Regions from separate parts of the Sus scrofa genome. Here region 2 is linked to region 1. A link is a contact called in public HiChIP or PLAC-seq data. All regions are on one chromosome and are shown on one strand. The core of a region is the stretch at or near the end of the contact, and the rest is flanking DNA. Distances in the headings are between cores, read along the strand shown.

Evidence for each region. HiChIP or PLAC-seq counts read pairs in DNA pulled down with a chosen protein or histone mark.
Region 2: an H3K27ac HiChIP or PLAC-seq map of skeletal muscle shows a contact between it and region 1. The contact joins two enhancer-like sites. A contact is called at or near these places in 1 of 47 Hi-C or Micro-C datasets (epiblast stem cells) and 1 of 2 datasets of contacts at active chromatin or transcription factors (skeletal muscle).

What each region holds. Positions count from the first base shown.
Region 1 is chr12:20,314,505-20,322,237 of Sscrofa11.1, forward strand. ATP6V0A1 (V-type proton ATPase 116 kDa subunit a) reads right to left here. Exons shown (of 22, transcript XM_013980945.2): 8 at 6,833-6,915; 9 at 5,960-6,053; 10 at 3,050-3,262; 11 at 658-808. Among named protein-coding and RNA genes, the nearest start is that of ATP6V0A1, 26 kb to the right of the region's middle. Within about 2 kb of position 3,902, at least 2 of the 83 cell types and tissues checked have an H3K27ac peak or open chromatin away from gene starts, as enhancers often do. A contact at or near this core is called in skeletal muscle, where this site is marked.
Region 2 is chr12:20,465,082-20,472,814 of Sscrofa11.1, forward strand. STAT3 (signal transducer and activator of transcription 3) reads left to right here. Exons shown (of 25, transcript NM_001044580.1): 18 at 1-39; 19 at 214-308; 20 at 417-556; 21 at 1,049-1,197; 22 at 1,200-1,260; 23 at 4,345-4,387; 24 at 4,695-4,807; 25 at 5,928-6,010. The coding sequence ends at 5,983. Among named protein-coding and RNA genes, the nearest start is that of STAT5A, 30 kb to the right of the region's middle. Within about 2 kb of position 2,645, at least 14 of the 83 cell types and tissues checked have an H3K27ac peak or open chromatin away from gene starts, as enhancers often do. A contact at or near this core is called in skeletal muscle, where this site is marked.

The sequences.
Region 1 (7,733 bases), core at 2,652-5,151:
CTATAAATTTCAAATACCACCACCTCCTAAGGGAGAGCCATCCAGCCATAAAGCTCACTCCCTACATACAAACAGGCACCTCTTCACAGGAATTACACAAGTGGTAAGGTCTTGACAACATCTTTAGTTTTAAGCCAGCTGTTCTATTTCATTTAAAGTGAGGCATTAGGAGTTCCCTGGTGGCACAGAGGGTTAAGGATCAGGCATTGTCACTACATCAGCTTGAGTCATTGCTGTGGTTCAATCCCTGGCCAGGGAACTTCAGCATGCCATGGGTGGGGCCAAAAAAAAAAAAAAAAAAAACAAAGTGAGGCATTAAAAGAAATAACAAACAAAGAATAAAACCTCTAAGAGTTCCTGCTGTGGCTCAGCAGTAACGAACCTGACTAGTATCCGTGAGGACACGGGTTTGATCCCTGGCCCCGCTCAGGAGGCTAAGGATCCAGTGCTTCCATGAGCTGTGATGTAGGTAGCAGATGCGGCTTAGAATTGGCGTTGCTGGGGCTGTGGCATAAGTTGGCAGCTGCAGCTCCAATTCGACCCCCAGCCCGGGAATTTCCATATGCTGTGGGTGTGGCCCTAAAAATAAATAAATAAATGAAAAAAAACAAAAAACAAAAAAACACCTCTAGAGGGAAAAGATTCAAGCATTTTTACCCGGATTTATCTCTCGGTAAGTTCCAATTCCGTAAGCATCCACTATGTTCTGAAAGCCGCATGTGAACTTGTTGGTTTTGTTATAGGTTGGGGGAGTCTGGTTTGTCTGCATCCTGTTCAGAATGGAGGGCACGGTGGAACCACTGTGTTCCTGGGAGACATGAAGCACATGTATCAGAACTGGTCATCCTCCTAATTGCAGTGGTGGTTACCCATGAGTATATATTTATCAAAGCCCATCAAACAGCACACATAAACTATGAATATTTTCTTTCATGCAAACTATATTGCAATCTTTCCAGGCTTTGGGGAAACTGGAACTAGCTCTAAAATTTACAATGAAAGATTTAAATTAAGTCTCAGAAAGAATATTCTTACTATGAGAAAAAAAAGAATTTTACAACATGTAACCTTCACTGGAGACAGCCTTACCTGCCTGTCCACAAGTATCACTGTTCTTACCTCCTTTCACGGAAAAAGCGAAGTTATTCCTGACTTTCCTCCTTCACCACCTATTCTTAATTTCCTAATCCCTAAGCACGCTTGGTCAAAGTAGCTGACTCATCACCAGATCCAAAGGTCTTTTCTCTTACATGCAAGCCCCTGACACTGAAGATCTTCCTCTTCTGCCCACTAACCATGCCTTTCCTGTCTCTCTGCTGGCTCTTCCTCCCCTGTCTGTAACACTGTAGAGCCCCGGAGGTTCTATTATTAGCCCCTTATTTTCTCTCTGGAAGGGTCTCATTCCCTTCCAACCTCATGGAGTCCTTCCTTTTGAGAACCTATCCCACTTTCAGCTTGACATTTCCATGTGGATTTCTGTCCAGCCCCCTCAATGTTATTAAAACTGAACTTACCATCTTCCCTCTATCAATAAGTTCCTCTTGCTGAACTTTCACTTCCAATAGTGGAACCTTATTCTACCAGCCACTCAGCTTTGATGCTTCAGAAATATTTTTACTTTTCTCTCCTTGTATTTCTCCTGCACAAGTACCAAGTACACCTGTTGATACTTCCTTCAGAATGTCTCACAAACTCATCTTTATCTGCTTTTCCCACTGCCACATCTTACCACAGGGGTCATTATCACTACTCTGTGTTGACAATAACCTCCTAACTGACCCCTCACCTCTAGACTCTCTCTACTCCAATCCAACCCAGATACTGTCAATGAATTACTCTTTTAAAACTGCTTCTATCATGTCTTTTCACAGCTAATTAATTTCCACTGCCCCTCCACTTCCTCTGGGGTAAAATTTAAACCCACTAACCTGGTATTAAAAACCCTTCACAATTAGGTTCCAGTTTACCCAACCCAGGTTTACCTTCTGCTCTTTTAGCTCACCTGTTACAATTTCTGTTTTGGCCCAGCCACACATGTTGTACTGTACTTTCTGCCTTTGTCCCTGATTCTTTTTTGGTGGTGGTGGTGGTTGGAGGAGGCATGCCCGCAGCATGTGAAAGTTCCTAGGCCAGGTATCAAACCTATACCATGGCAGTAACCTGAGCCACTGTGGTGACAATGCCAGATCCTTAACTGCTGAGCCACCAGGGAACTCCAATACTGTTTTCTTCATCGTTGCCAATAATATCTTACCTATTCTTCAAAGGCCTCAGTAAATGTCACCTTTTAAAGCTTTTTCTAATCATTCTAGTTGGAAAAGCTAGCACCTTCCTTCCCTCCACAGACAAATGACTCTCCTGTATGTTCACACATCAGTCCCTCCAAGATATGTGAGGGCTTATTTTTTACATCTCTACACCTCTTGGCTCCTTGACTATGCCTAGGACAGGGTGCAAGCTCTAATTAAGTACTAACTGGAACTGTGAGGGTTATGCTATGGAACTAGTCTAATGGACAGAGAAAGTGGTTCGGGAAATTCATGATTCTGGTCATGAGCTAGCCTAAAGGGTCATGGATATGATCAAATGATTTAATCTTTTATTTTTTTTTTTTGTCTTTTTGCCTTTTCTAGGGCTGCTTCCCGCGGCATATGGAGGTTCCCAGGCTAGGGGTCTAATTAGAGCTGTAGCCGCTGGCCTACACCACAGCCACAGCAACACGGGATCCGAGCCGCGTCTTTGACCTACGCCACAGCTCACAGCAACGCTGGAACCTTAACCCACTGAGCAAGGCCAGGGATCGAACCTGCAACCTTAAGGTTCCTAGTCGGATTCATTAACCACTGTGCCACGACAGGAACTCCATTTAATCTTTTTTGAATTGCAATTTCTACATTTGGAAAATAAGGGTACATGAAATATACTGCCAGGATACAAGATGAGTATATCAAAGAATGCTGAGACTAAAAATGTCACAAAGATGTAACTGATCAATAGGAACCTCTCTCTTCCTGGCTGCAGGCTGCACTACTAGCTGTGGGGGACTCACCGTGCCCCTTCTGAGTGCAAACTGGATGGAGTCAAGGTCAGTGACAGGGCACCAGACCTCCGCAATCAAGCACTTCTGGGTCACGTCTATGTTGCACAGGTTCAAAGTATGGTAGATGGCCTTCATCTTCCGCACCTTGATGAACCAGACTCGGATGTTCTTAGCAGCCGCCTGCAGGACCCTCTGGCGGTGATCCTCTGTTTGATTCAGAACCTTTTGGGAGAGAAAGGAGCAAGAGAGGGATCCTACCAATATCCTTAGATTTAGGATATGAAGAGCAAAGAGGCACAGCTTTCTGAGAAAGGTTGCTGGCAATCTGGTTTTTTTCCTTCTTCAGGCTAGAATGGCTTTTGTTTTATTTTGTTTTTAAAGAAATTAGAGTTCCAATTACTAACATTTTTATTTAGCTTCGAGCTAAAGAGAAATCTGAGAAAACAGTTTTAGCTTTTCTCTCTACAGTTAATCTCACCAAATCCATGGCAAAACAGCGTAGGTCACTGGCTTTTATCTGGATCATTAAAGAGCCACGACTTTCCACGTGGAGCCTGTGACTGAGACTGGAAGACGTCAGCTTCACAGCCCCAGGAGCAGACCAAGGTGTCAAATCCATACTTAAGAACAGCAAGCTGCAGAAGGCCCTGCACATAAGCCAGCATCAGGGCACATGGGACAGAGGCACTGCTGACTGCCATTGCTGCCTATGCCAAGACAGACTCTGTGCCAGGGAGGAGGAGAAGACGCAGACACCTCGGCCTTTAGAAGGCATTTCCACTGTCACATACCACTGACAGCATGGAGCTGATCAGGCTTTATTTTCCGGTCAGGCTTCTTGGAGGGAAAGAGTTTCACAGCTGGTCCTTTGGAAATGGTAGAGAATTCCCCTGGAGGAATCACCTGGCCAAGGCCAGAATGGGAGGAAGGGCAGGGACACTTTCCATTCTACTGCCTCATTTATCACCAAACGTTTAACATCTGTCTAGAGCCGAAGGGGAGCGAAGTCAAAATTGGGCAAGCAACCCACCACTCACATTTCTGCCCGAGAATCTATCTTAAATCTCCACATTTGTCTGAGGAGGAATAAAATGACGTATTAATCATTTTGGCACAAGTCTCCATCACAGCTGACTTTTCAAGTCAGTCTAGGAAAAAAGTAGTAACTGCTCCCTGAGAAACTGTCTTGGGCAGTAGAAAGTAACTTCCACAAGAGGTTTACAAAAAAAAGAACAAAGGTACTTTCTCTCCTTCTGGCTGTTGACAATTTCACAATTATTATTTAAACTTCTGAAAGGATACTACATAAACTTGCAAGCAATGTTTCATTTGCTTTTCTTTTTCCCTATCCCCTACCCCCACACCTCACTACTTGATACTCAAGCTCTTTTTATTTTTTTTAATATAATGATTTTTATTTTTTTTTCCATCATAGCTGGTTTAAAGCTCTTTTTAAATTTTAGTTCATACAGTTGGGTGTTTTAAAAAGTAAAATTCTAGTCATTTATAATTATATTGCATTATTATTTTTTTTTAATGACTGCACTCATGGCATACAGAAGTTTCTGGGCCAGGAATTGAATCTGAGCTACAGCTGCAACCTACACCGCAGCTGTGGCAACCCTGAATCCTTTAACCCATTGAGCTGGGCTGGGGATTGAACCCACACCTCTGCAGCAAGTCGAGCTGCTGCAGTCAGATTCTTAGCCCACTATGCCACAGTGGGAACTCCTGCACATGCTCTTTAAAATCTACCACAAGCCTACCTCCTAAGAACGGAGAGAATAGCCCTAGAACACAGACTGTACTAATACGGCTTACTGCCGAATAGCAGTTCTTTTTTTTTTTTTTTTTTTTTTTTGTCTTTTGTTGTTGTTGCTATTTCTTGGGCCGCTCCCGCGGCATATGGAGGTTCCCAGGCTAGGGGTTGAATCGGAGCTGTAGCCACTGCCCTACGCCAGAGCCACAGCAACACGGGATCCGAGCCGCGTCTGTAACCTACACCACAGCTCACGGCAACACCGGATGGTTAACCCACTGAGCAAGGGCAGGGACCGAACCCGCAACCTCATGGTTCCTAGTCGGATTCATTAACCACTGCGCCACGACGGGAACTCCCGAATAGCAGTTCTTAAAACATTCTCTTCCTTTGGTTAAACAGTTATGTGCATCTGAAAGGAGCTGGCAATACATCAAGTTGGTGGGTCATATATACAACAGCGTTGGAGGGAAAGATGAGAAAAGATGTTGAAATGGGAGTTACAACATATCTCTGACAATTCTGCCACTGCTGAGAAGAACTGCCTTTGGGATTAAGTATGTTTATCAATGTTTAAGGGGGCAATCACCACACTCTAATGACAGGGAACAAGGCTCCAACTGGGTACCCTCTTCCTTACGTGAATGCAAATGTCATGACTCCTTCCTTAGAGCCCTGTGACAACCCACGGTGTGTGCAAACCACACACACTGCGATTTGGTAAAAATCTAACGAAGTCTCTTCTAGGGTACAAGAGTTACACCAGGACTCTGTGGTTCAGATCCATGGTGACCAGAAAGGTACATACCAAGCTGTTAAGAGTGGCTGCCTCTGGAGGCAGAGTTTGAGTGTGAGAGGCAGAACTGACTTTATACGTACTTCTGTATTATTTGATTTACTTTCTTAACTAAGTTTACTTTGTTAGATTCATGAGGAGGGGACTTCATACGCACAGCACCCCTGTCTTATTTGAAGATGACTAACGCCATTGTCAAGTCATCCCCCATTGAAGCTGGGGAAAAGTTTCAGCGAATGACTTAACAGCAAAATAAAAGTATCCTGAGCTGCTGCAGGTGCTAATAAGTTAATTGTTAGTGTCTCAGGGTTGTCTTCTGTAACAGCATTTTACAAAAACAAATCCCCTCCAGGCCTCTGTGTACCATTTGGAGATCGTCAATCCTGGTATTAACTCCAGAAGCCATTTCCTTCCTCTCCTGTGGCGTCTCAGGACAGGGATAGAGTGAGGCCCGGAACCTGGAATGTACAGACAAGCCTAAGGAACAATGGAATTTCTGAACCTGGCCAATTTTAACAGTCTCAGAAAGTAATCCTAACTTACTAGAAGGACCAAAACAGGATTAGTTCAAACTGATGCACTGATCAATAATAACTATTTATGGGAAGGAGTCTAGAGACAGAGCAACAACATCTGAACTCTCTTGACATTCTCATAGCTTTTTTTTTTTTTTTTTTTTTTTTTTTTTTTGCCTTTTTGCCTTTTTGGCTATGCCCACGGCATGCAGAAATTCCAGAGCCAGGCAGTGAGCCACAGCAGGGACCCAAGCCACAACAGTGATAACCCTGGGTCTTTACCCCAGTGAGCCACAAGGAACTCCTCTCTGTAGCTTTTAAACTCCTTTAAAGAAAGAAAGAAAAAGTGATACAAATTACATTATAAATTGCTAGAGAAAAAAGGCACAGAAAAAAGATCTTGTGGGCAAAATTTCAGAAAAGTTAAGGGCATGGTGCCTATGATACACGGCTAGGTATGCAGACCCATTGTCCCAGAACAATGTAGAATTTGTAAACCATGAGTCTTAATTTCTTTTTTCCAAGGAAAGGAAACTGATTTTGATGGTCTTTTTAAAAAATAAACTTGGGCCATTTCTAATTGTTTAAAATAACATTAACGTCATTAAAAGATACATTCACCATGTCGAGAGGTAGACTAATAGGCTTTGTGCTTCACCATTCTATAGGCTTAATAGTTAGGTAGCAAGGCTGCACCCTTGGGGGAGGCATGATTTTCTTACCCCTCACAGATTTTCTTGACTCTGTTTTTCAGCTGATCGCCTTGGAAGAAAATGATGAACACAGACTTGTGCACGTAGTCTCCCTAGGCCCCAAACCAAAAACCGAGAAATCAGACGTGATCCAGAAGAACACTTCTTCAATAACTTACTTTCTTGGTGATAAAGAAACAACTGGAATCCTTTAAGGACATGGCAACCCTGTACCTTAACTATTATCCTCAATCCACTTCTGAAGCTCCAATACACGAACATTTGCCCTGTAATGTCTAGTTCACAAAAGTCTTTCTGGTCTTGTCTTTAGACTCAACCAGAAGTCTGCCTGACACAGATGCTAAGATGATTCTCTTCTTAGTAGAATTTAGTCCTACTTATCGGTTCAACTTTAGATCTTATATTGCCTAAATAACATGAGGACAGAGAAGAGGAAAGAGAGGAAGCCATTCCTTCTTGTTCCCATGCTGGACACTCCAGACAGAGGGGACTGAATAACTACAAGGAACTGAGTAGCTGGGAAGGAGGAACGCTGATGTAGGATCTCATGATCTGTGCTAATTTAGACCTTAGGGGGCAGAGAGGAAGGTGTTCCATTCCAAACGCCAAGTTTACACCTGAGGTATGATGCAAGGACTAGTAGGAAAGATCAGGGAAATAAGCTGTACTGGGTGTTAACCGGGACTGTCTCTGGTTGCATTTTCTCCTATAGAGTTTTTAATAACAGGAAAACAAAACTTTGGAAGGATGAAGAGGGGTGAAGAAAGTACGGCTCAGGACTCTTAAATCCCTAAGTTCTCTAGGAATAAACTAGAATACATTCTTTGTGCAGCTGCCCTGTTGCAGATAGCCAGATACTCTCTTTCCTCAATTTGTTTCTGTTGCCCAGATAAAATAACATTTCTGTTGC
Region 2 (7,733 bases), core at 1,395-3,894, 150 kb after region 1:
TATTCAGGGTGTCAGATCACGTGGGCTAAGTTTTGCAAAGTAAGCAACTGTGTGAATTAGGGGAGGGGGAGGGGTGCACACCTGCGGGGTCTCAGAAGGCTGGGGGGGCACCCAAGGGTAGGTGCGCCTGAGGTTTTGCTGGCACCTCGCCCCGCGGAAGGGACAGCCTGGGATGGTTGAGGGACTTGGTTTTCCTGTTATTCTTTTCTCCAGGAAAACATGGCTGGCAAGGGCTTCTCCTTCTGGGTCTGGCTGGACAATATCATTGACCTTGTGAAAAAGTACATCCTGGCCCTTTGGAATGAAGGGTAGGTCGAAACACAAGTCTGGCAGCGTACACAGGTGTGACAAGTCCCCCACTCTTCCAGCAGGCTGGTGGCAGAGGAACCCTCAGCCCAAACCTTGTTGTCTTCCAGGTACATAATGGGCTTTATCAGTAAGGAGAGGGAGCGGGCCATCTTGAGCACCAAGCCCCCAGGCACCTTCCTGCTGAGATTCAGTGAAAGCAGCAAAGAAGGAGGAGTCACCTTCACTTGGGTGGAGAAGGACATCAGCGGTAAGCTGGGCTGGTCCCCACCCACCTGGTAGCTTATGGGTGGCTGCTGCCTTGACTGCTGCTAGTGTCAGGCACCTGCTGCCCCCTGGTGGTCAGAAATGGCCTCAACCCGCTGCCTTAGGCTTGGGAAACACATTTGAGTGACTTTTCTCCAACTTCTGCCAGCTGGAGGGTCGGTTTGCCATTTCATTTCACTTGGTCCAGGAGCTAATATTTGCCTAGAAATTTGCAACTTAAATTTTCTTCATCTCCTTTTTACTTCCCCTGTTAACATAGCTTATGTAAGTGATGATTCAAGTGTATTAACCTGTGACCCAACTGGATCGCTTCTCTCAAAGCCAGCTGGACATTTCCACAGTGCCAGGTGACTGGGAAAGCTATTCAGGGCCTCAGGCACTAGGTTGGCATAAGTCTGTCCCCCTTGCGGGAAAAAATAAATCCCATAGTTTTCTTGGAGCTCACCTAGTCTTTGCCTCCCATATCCCATGGCAGGTAAGACCCAGATCCAGTCGGTGGAACCGTACACCAAGCAGCAGCTCAACAACATGTCGTTTGCTGAAATCATCATGGGCTATAAGATCATGGATGCTACCAACATCCTCGTGTCTCCGCTGGTCTACCTCTACCCTGACATTCCAAAGGAGAGGCGTTTGGAAAGTATTGTCGGCCAGAGAGCCAGGAGCATCCCGAAGCTGACCCAGGTAGTTGTTGATTTTCCGCAATAGGCATTTCATTCCGGGGAAAAGCAGGAAATGGTAGGATCCTTGGAGGATGGGATGGGTCAATGCCTGAAGAACCTGGTCATCTTTATTCCTCTTTTGGGGAAAGAACTCTGTAGTGAGTGCTTTTGGGGGGTGGCTGATGGCACAGGGAGCCCCATCTAAAGGGGGAGACTGCATGCAACACCCAGGCATTCCTCAGACACTGCCGAGAGGAAGTTCCCATTGTGGCTCAGTGGTAATGAGCCCAGCTAGGATCCACGAGGATGTGGGTTTGATCCCTGGCCTTGCTCAGTGGGTTAAGGATCCAGCGTCAGCATGAGCTGTGGTGTAGTTCGGCAGCTGTAGCTCCAATGTGATCCCTAGCTGGGAAACCTCCATATGCTGCAGGTTCGGGCCTAAAAAAGAAAAAAGAAAACATGGCAGAGAGAATTCGGGGACAGGATTCTTTGGTAACAGGACGCCCAGCCAGTGCAGCGCTTCTTACCTAGCAGAGGCTAGAAGGTTTGCAACTCAGACTTTAGTCTAGTGTGTTTCCTTTTCCCGATCACTGAACAATGTAGGCAGCATCAGGTGGGACAAAGAAAGGCCTTCTGGAGGAAATGAGTGTTAGCAGCCTTGGAACACGGTTTGAGAGCAGAATCTCGGGAGAGGGGTAATTGAAGGGGCAGATGGCAACGGGTGGGAGGGGCATGGAATTGCTACCTTGGACATGCAGCTGTCGAAAATAAGGTTTTCTTAGGGAGGTCCCTGGTGGTCTAGTGGTTCGGACTCAGGGCTTTCACCACTGTGGCTGGGTTCAAGCCCCGGTCTGGGCACTGAGATCCACACCAAGCTGCTGCACGCCATGGCCACGCAAAAGGGGAAATTGGTTTTTTTTTTTTAACGTGCAAGAGCACATTCATGTGCTTGTGTAAGTTATACATAAATGGTTTCACACGTTTAAACCCGTGTGAGCTCTGGCACCATCCTCAGTGTGGAGGGCAGAGCCCTCTAGTCTATTCTCGGTTCTGTTTGGAGCTCAGATCTGGGTTCTCTGTCTGGATCCTGACGAGGAGACGATAATTGGCCATTGTTTTTATTAACTTCTCTTCATCTTCTCTTACCGTGACCCTCGGAGGTTGGCCGTCCCGGCCCTGGCTGCTTTTGAAAAACCTTGGTTTTGTACCAATAGCTCTCACACACACACCCAGCAGCCTCCTTCCCACTTCTTCATGGGCATTCCCTCTGAGGAGCCTCGGGCTGAGCAGAATGAGCCTTGGCGGAGGGAACTGGAGCTAACAGGCGACTGACTCTCTTTTTTCCTTTGTTCTGGGGCCACGTCTCGGTCACAAGGGCACTTCCCGTCTGCCGCTTATCTCGCCTTGCACGCTGCGCTTCGGTTGGGAGATCTGTTTATCAGCCCCTGTCACCCTGCCCTGTGCCTTCTGCGGAAGGCACTTGGGTCCACGTGCTGGTCCTCGGACTGACGTGGCTTTCAGGGCCCACGCTCCCGGTCTGAGGCTGCGCCCCCCCATTCGTGGCCACCCCTCCTGTGTGACTGGGAGGCAAGGCCCTTTCCTGCCTGGACGCATCAGTGTTTCCTCGGGGCCGAGGCCGCCCTCAGGGCCCGGGGTGTGGTGTGAGGTGTGAGGTGTGGGGTCCTCCAGGGCTGAGCGTGCAACCCCTTCCTCGGGTTCCATCGTGGAGGTTTGAGCGTCTCTAGAAGGTGGATTATCTTCCCAGGACTCTTCCCTCCTCTTCACTCAGTATTTCCTCATGGCTTGAGGGAGAGAGTCCCCAAGAGAAATGACACATCCCTTATCTTACAAATTAGATAAAGGACATTTACGACCTGGTACGGAGCCATAAAGCAGCTTTTTCGTCTTCGTTCTCCTTTGCTTCTCCATCTTCGTTCTCCTTTGCTTCTCCCTTGGCAGCTCAGGCCAAAGCTGTTTTGTCTCAGCACCATTGCTCACTGGGGGAATTAAAACCTTTTCTGTCTTGGGCCCCTCCGTCCTGGGCCCAAGTGGATTTATAAGACACCAGAACCCTGCCTCAGTAGCTTCTTTGGATTTTGTACTGAGTTAATCTGTTTCTTGGCCAAAAATAAACACAGACGGCGGTCTCAGGGCCCCTTGGCGACGCTTTTTCTCAGGCTGTCGTACTTTCTGATCCCTCAGCCTCCCAGTAAGCCCCAAGCTTGATAACCGTGCTTCTCTCAGCCCACCCCACCCCGCCACCTGCCTGCTAAGTCCCATGTTCCCCCAAAGCCTCCCAGTCCCATGCCACTGTCTCCAGGGTTCCTTGAGCTCTTAGCATCAGCATTTAGCCCTTAATTTCACTTGTTTCAGTCCTCACATTTCTAACTCTCCTGTGAATAAGGATACTAAATGGCAGAGATGGGCTTCTCCCTCCTACACATGAGAGAGGAAGGGCCTTGCCGAGACCCCTTAGCCGCTGAAGAGAGAATGAGGCCTGGGCCTCCTGTCTGCCAGACCAGAGCCGATTGCTCCACGCGACAGCCTCCCTGTGGAGGGGCTCTTCTGGGTGATGCAGTTGTCCAGCAGGGGCCTTTCTAATCCCCTCACCTGACAATGCCATAGGGACAGACAAGTCCTGAAAGGAACAGAAACTGTCGTCGCCCCCCCCCCCCACCTCCCCCAGCTTCGGCACTGCATTAACCCTTTCCACCTGCTCTTCACCGCTGCGGTACCTGAGCAAGACATGGTGCCCCGACGACGTGGGCTCAGCCCTGCATGAGGAGAAGTTATCTAAGAGATACAGCCAGGCCAGAACCTAATCCTCAGACCACACGCAAGCAGTTAAACTCTTTACCTGAGCTGAGGGAGGGAGGAACACCCGGCCGCCCCTCCTCTGGGCTCGGGGACAAGGTGCCAAAGCGTCTGGGACATCAAAGCGTGTACAGGGAGGGCGGGCAGGTGAGCTTCCTCCGAGGGAAATGGGAGTTCCAGACAATCTCTGGTCCAGGATGGAGTGAGTTTCAGGTCAGCATTGGGGAAAGGCTTCCTCCTGCCCGGGACCCAGGGTGGAGTCAGAATCAGTGAGCCTGAGTTTTCTCCTTCCCAGGTGCTGCCCCATACCTGAAGACCAAGTTCATCTGTGTGACACCGTAAGTGGCTTCTCTTCCTGATTTTGCCTTCATTTCTAACGTCCTCAATTACCCCTGGGAACAGGCCACTGGGTGAGAGAACTCTGGTGAGGGGTTGGAACCCTCGGAGCTATGGTCGGTATTCAAAGTGACCTGGTGTGTTTAAAAAGCTTGAGCTTGTATTTTTTTTGTTTTTTTTTTGTTTTTCTTTTGGAGACCAGAGTTTGATGAGCTTGTGTGTGTGTGTTCTGTTCTTCTTTTTTTTTTTCCTCCATTGTGTCTTGTCAACCCGGCCCTTTCCGCTCCTACTGCTCCCCGTTTCCTACAGAACGACCTGCAGCAATACCATTGACCTGCCGATGTCCCCCCGCACTTTAGATTCATTGATGCAGTTTGGAAATAATGGTGAAGGTGCTGAGCCCTCAGCAGGAGGGCAGTTTGGTGAGTATCCACTTGTCCCTGTGATGCTCCCGCTTACAGAGCCGAGCTGGGCACCTGGATTGGGAGCAGGTGTTTCAAGCAGCGCTTTCCCATAGAAACGGCACGCATGCCCCCTGCGGGTGTCCATTTCCTAGTAGCTGCGTTAAAAACAGTAAAAAGGAACAGGTGAGGTTCATTTTAAGAATGTATTTTCTGTAGCCCAGTAAATCCAAAATAGTAGTAGCACTTCCACATATTCCAAAAAAATGACGTTTTTCCTTTTTTTTTTTTTTTGCTTTTTAGGACCACACCTGCGGCATATGGAAGTTCCCAGGCTAGGAGTCTGAATCGGAGCTACAGCTGCCAGCCTACACCACAGCTCACAGCAACGCCAGATCCTTAACCACTGAGCAAGCCCAGGGATCGAACCCACATCCTCATGGATACTTGTCGGGTTTGTAACCCACTGAGCCACAATAGGAACTCCCTGAATGAGGGTTTTTTATTTTTTGTCTTTTGTCATTTTAGGGCCGCACCTGGGGCATGTGGCGGTTCCCAGGCCAGGGGTCTAATCGGAGCTGCAGCCTCCAGCCTGTGACACAGCCACAGCAACACAGAATCCAAGCCATGTCTTCGACCTACACCACAGCTCACGGCAATGCCAGAACCTTAACCCACGGAGCGAGGCCAGGGATCGAACGCTCAACCTCATGGTTTCTAGTCAGATTCGTTTCCGCTGTGCCACTACGGGAACTCCTTTTTTTTTTTTTTTTTTCCTCACTAAGCCTTTGAAACCCACTGGGTGTTTTACAGCCACCGCCCCTCTCAGTTTGGACTGGTCACATCTCAGGTGGCTCCAGGCTGCTGCATTCCACAGGGCAGCCTTAGATCTTCTGTAAACATGGAGAGTTGGGAATGAATTAAGGTAGGAAGGAGGCTGAGAGCCCTCCCACAGTGCTGTAGGAGGAGAGTGAATCTGGATTCTCTGAGCTCCTCTTGAGCACAAGGGGCCAGAGACTGGATGGCAGGGGCGGCCTGAGCCTCTGTCCCCACCCCCACCCCCCACAAGGCCAGGGGTGCGCGCCCTGCCAGCCGTCGGGCTCAGGCGACTGAACCAGCTCTCCCTGTGTGTCCCCCGCAGAGTCCCTCACCTTCGACATGGAGCTGAACTCGGAGTGCGCTACCTCCCCCATGTGAGGAGCCGAGGACAGGAGCTGCAGAGAGCGATGACAAGGCACCTCCCCGCGGTCCACCACCCCTTAAACAGCCCCACCCCAGATCAACTCAACTCCCAACTTTGTGGTTCCAGATTTTCTTTTTTTCTGTCTCCTACTTTGGCTATCTTTGAGCAATCTGGGCACTTTTTAAAATAGAGAAAGGAGTGAATGTGGGTGATACGCTTTTATCTAAATGCAAATAAGGATGCGCTCTCTGAGACTGTGATCAGGGGAGGTGGAAGGGGTGGTGAGAGGAAGAAAGAGGAAATGTCTTTTTTGTCCCCCCCTCCCTTCTCAGCAGCTTGTTGTTGTTGTTGTCAGACAAGTGCCTCCGGTGCCAGCGGCATCCCTCTGCCCCTTTCTGTAAGCTAATGCCACAGGCTGCCTCTCGCTACATCCTCCTGGCATTGCACTTTTATCCTTGCTAATGTCCAAATAGAAGATAGGACTTTTAAAGCCCCTAAGTTTCTTTTTAAACTGATACAAAAATTTTTTTTTAAAGGGCAAAAAAAACACTGCATCGGCGTAGCATTTTCTATATTTAAGAAAACTCAGTTAGTAGCCTCCTTGGTGCTTTAGCCATTCAGCTTTCTTCAGGCTGATAATTTATATAAACTTCGACATGAGCTTCAGGTCCAATCCTTAAAAAGACATCTGAAGATGTGGCTTAGCATTTGGTTTTGAGATAGGAAGGTTGAAGGAGACCCTAAACGTTCTAGACTTTTTACGAACCAGGTTTTTATTTTTCCCTTTAACGTGTTGGCCTATTAGTAGGTGAGGCTGGGCAGAGGGGCCCTTTCTCCCTGGACTTTGCTCCTGTCTCCGAGCCTGGGTGGCTTCTGTGGGTGCCTTACAAGGGACAGATGATTCTCCCTGCCCCTCCCCAACCCCCTCTTGTGGCATGGCTTCTTCTAGTGTCTAAAGGTCCCTTGTCCCGTTTGCTTTAGGCATCCTGGTCTCAGGACCTTCTGGAAAAAGAGGGAGAGAGTTACAGGTTGAAGACGACTCCAACTATGGGGCCCCAGTCAAGGGTCTAGTTGAGCTCAGGGAATATGGTTCTTGTTCCAGTTTCTTGGCGATTTTCAGAGGCACCTGTAATCACTTCTTCACTTGGTTAACCCAGGGGGCAAAGGCTTAGTGATAAACCTCGGGTGAGGGAGTGGGCACCCCAGCCTCCCTGCAGCGCTGGTGACTATCTCTCCTCTACCCCCCGCCCCAGGGCCCCAAGATGAGGCAGAACAACTCGCATTTACTGTGCATCTCAGAACACTTAGTAGCATGCAAGGTGGTCTCTGACATGGGGCTTCCTCAGACCCAAAGGCATGGCTAGATGTGGGTGGTCCAAGACCGCCTTGTCTCAGTTGACCAGAGTTTCTAGGGAATTCTACTCATGACACCCAAATTCGCCAGTTTTTGAAAGAAGGGGGTGAGACCCTCTAAGACAAACAGGGGTTGATAAGTAGTGGGGAGCAGTCCCCCTCCCTGCAACACTCTCTAGGTTGTAATAAGCTTAACTTCAGGGACCTGGGGAAGGATCTGGGCTTCGCTGGAGTAGAAATTGTAAAACCCTGTGGCTTTTAGGTAGCATGTGTATCTGGTTTTGAACCCTGATTGTAGCAAAAGCCCAGAGAGGAGCTGTTCTGGCCCCTCCCTCAAAGAACCCAGTCCTCCAGGACCTGCCTGCTTTCTCTCCACCGTCTCCCTGCGGACCCCTGCCCAGCCGAGGGATT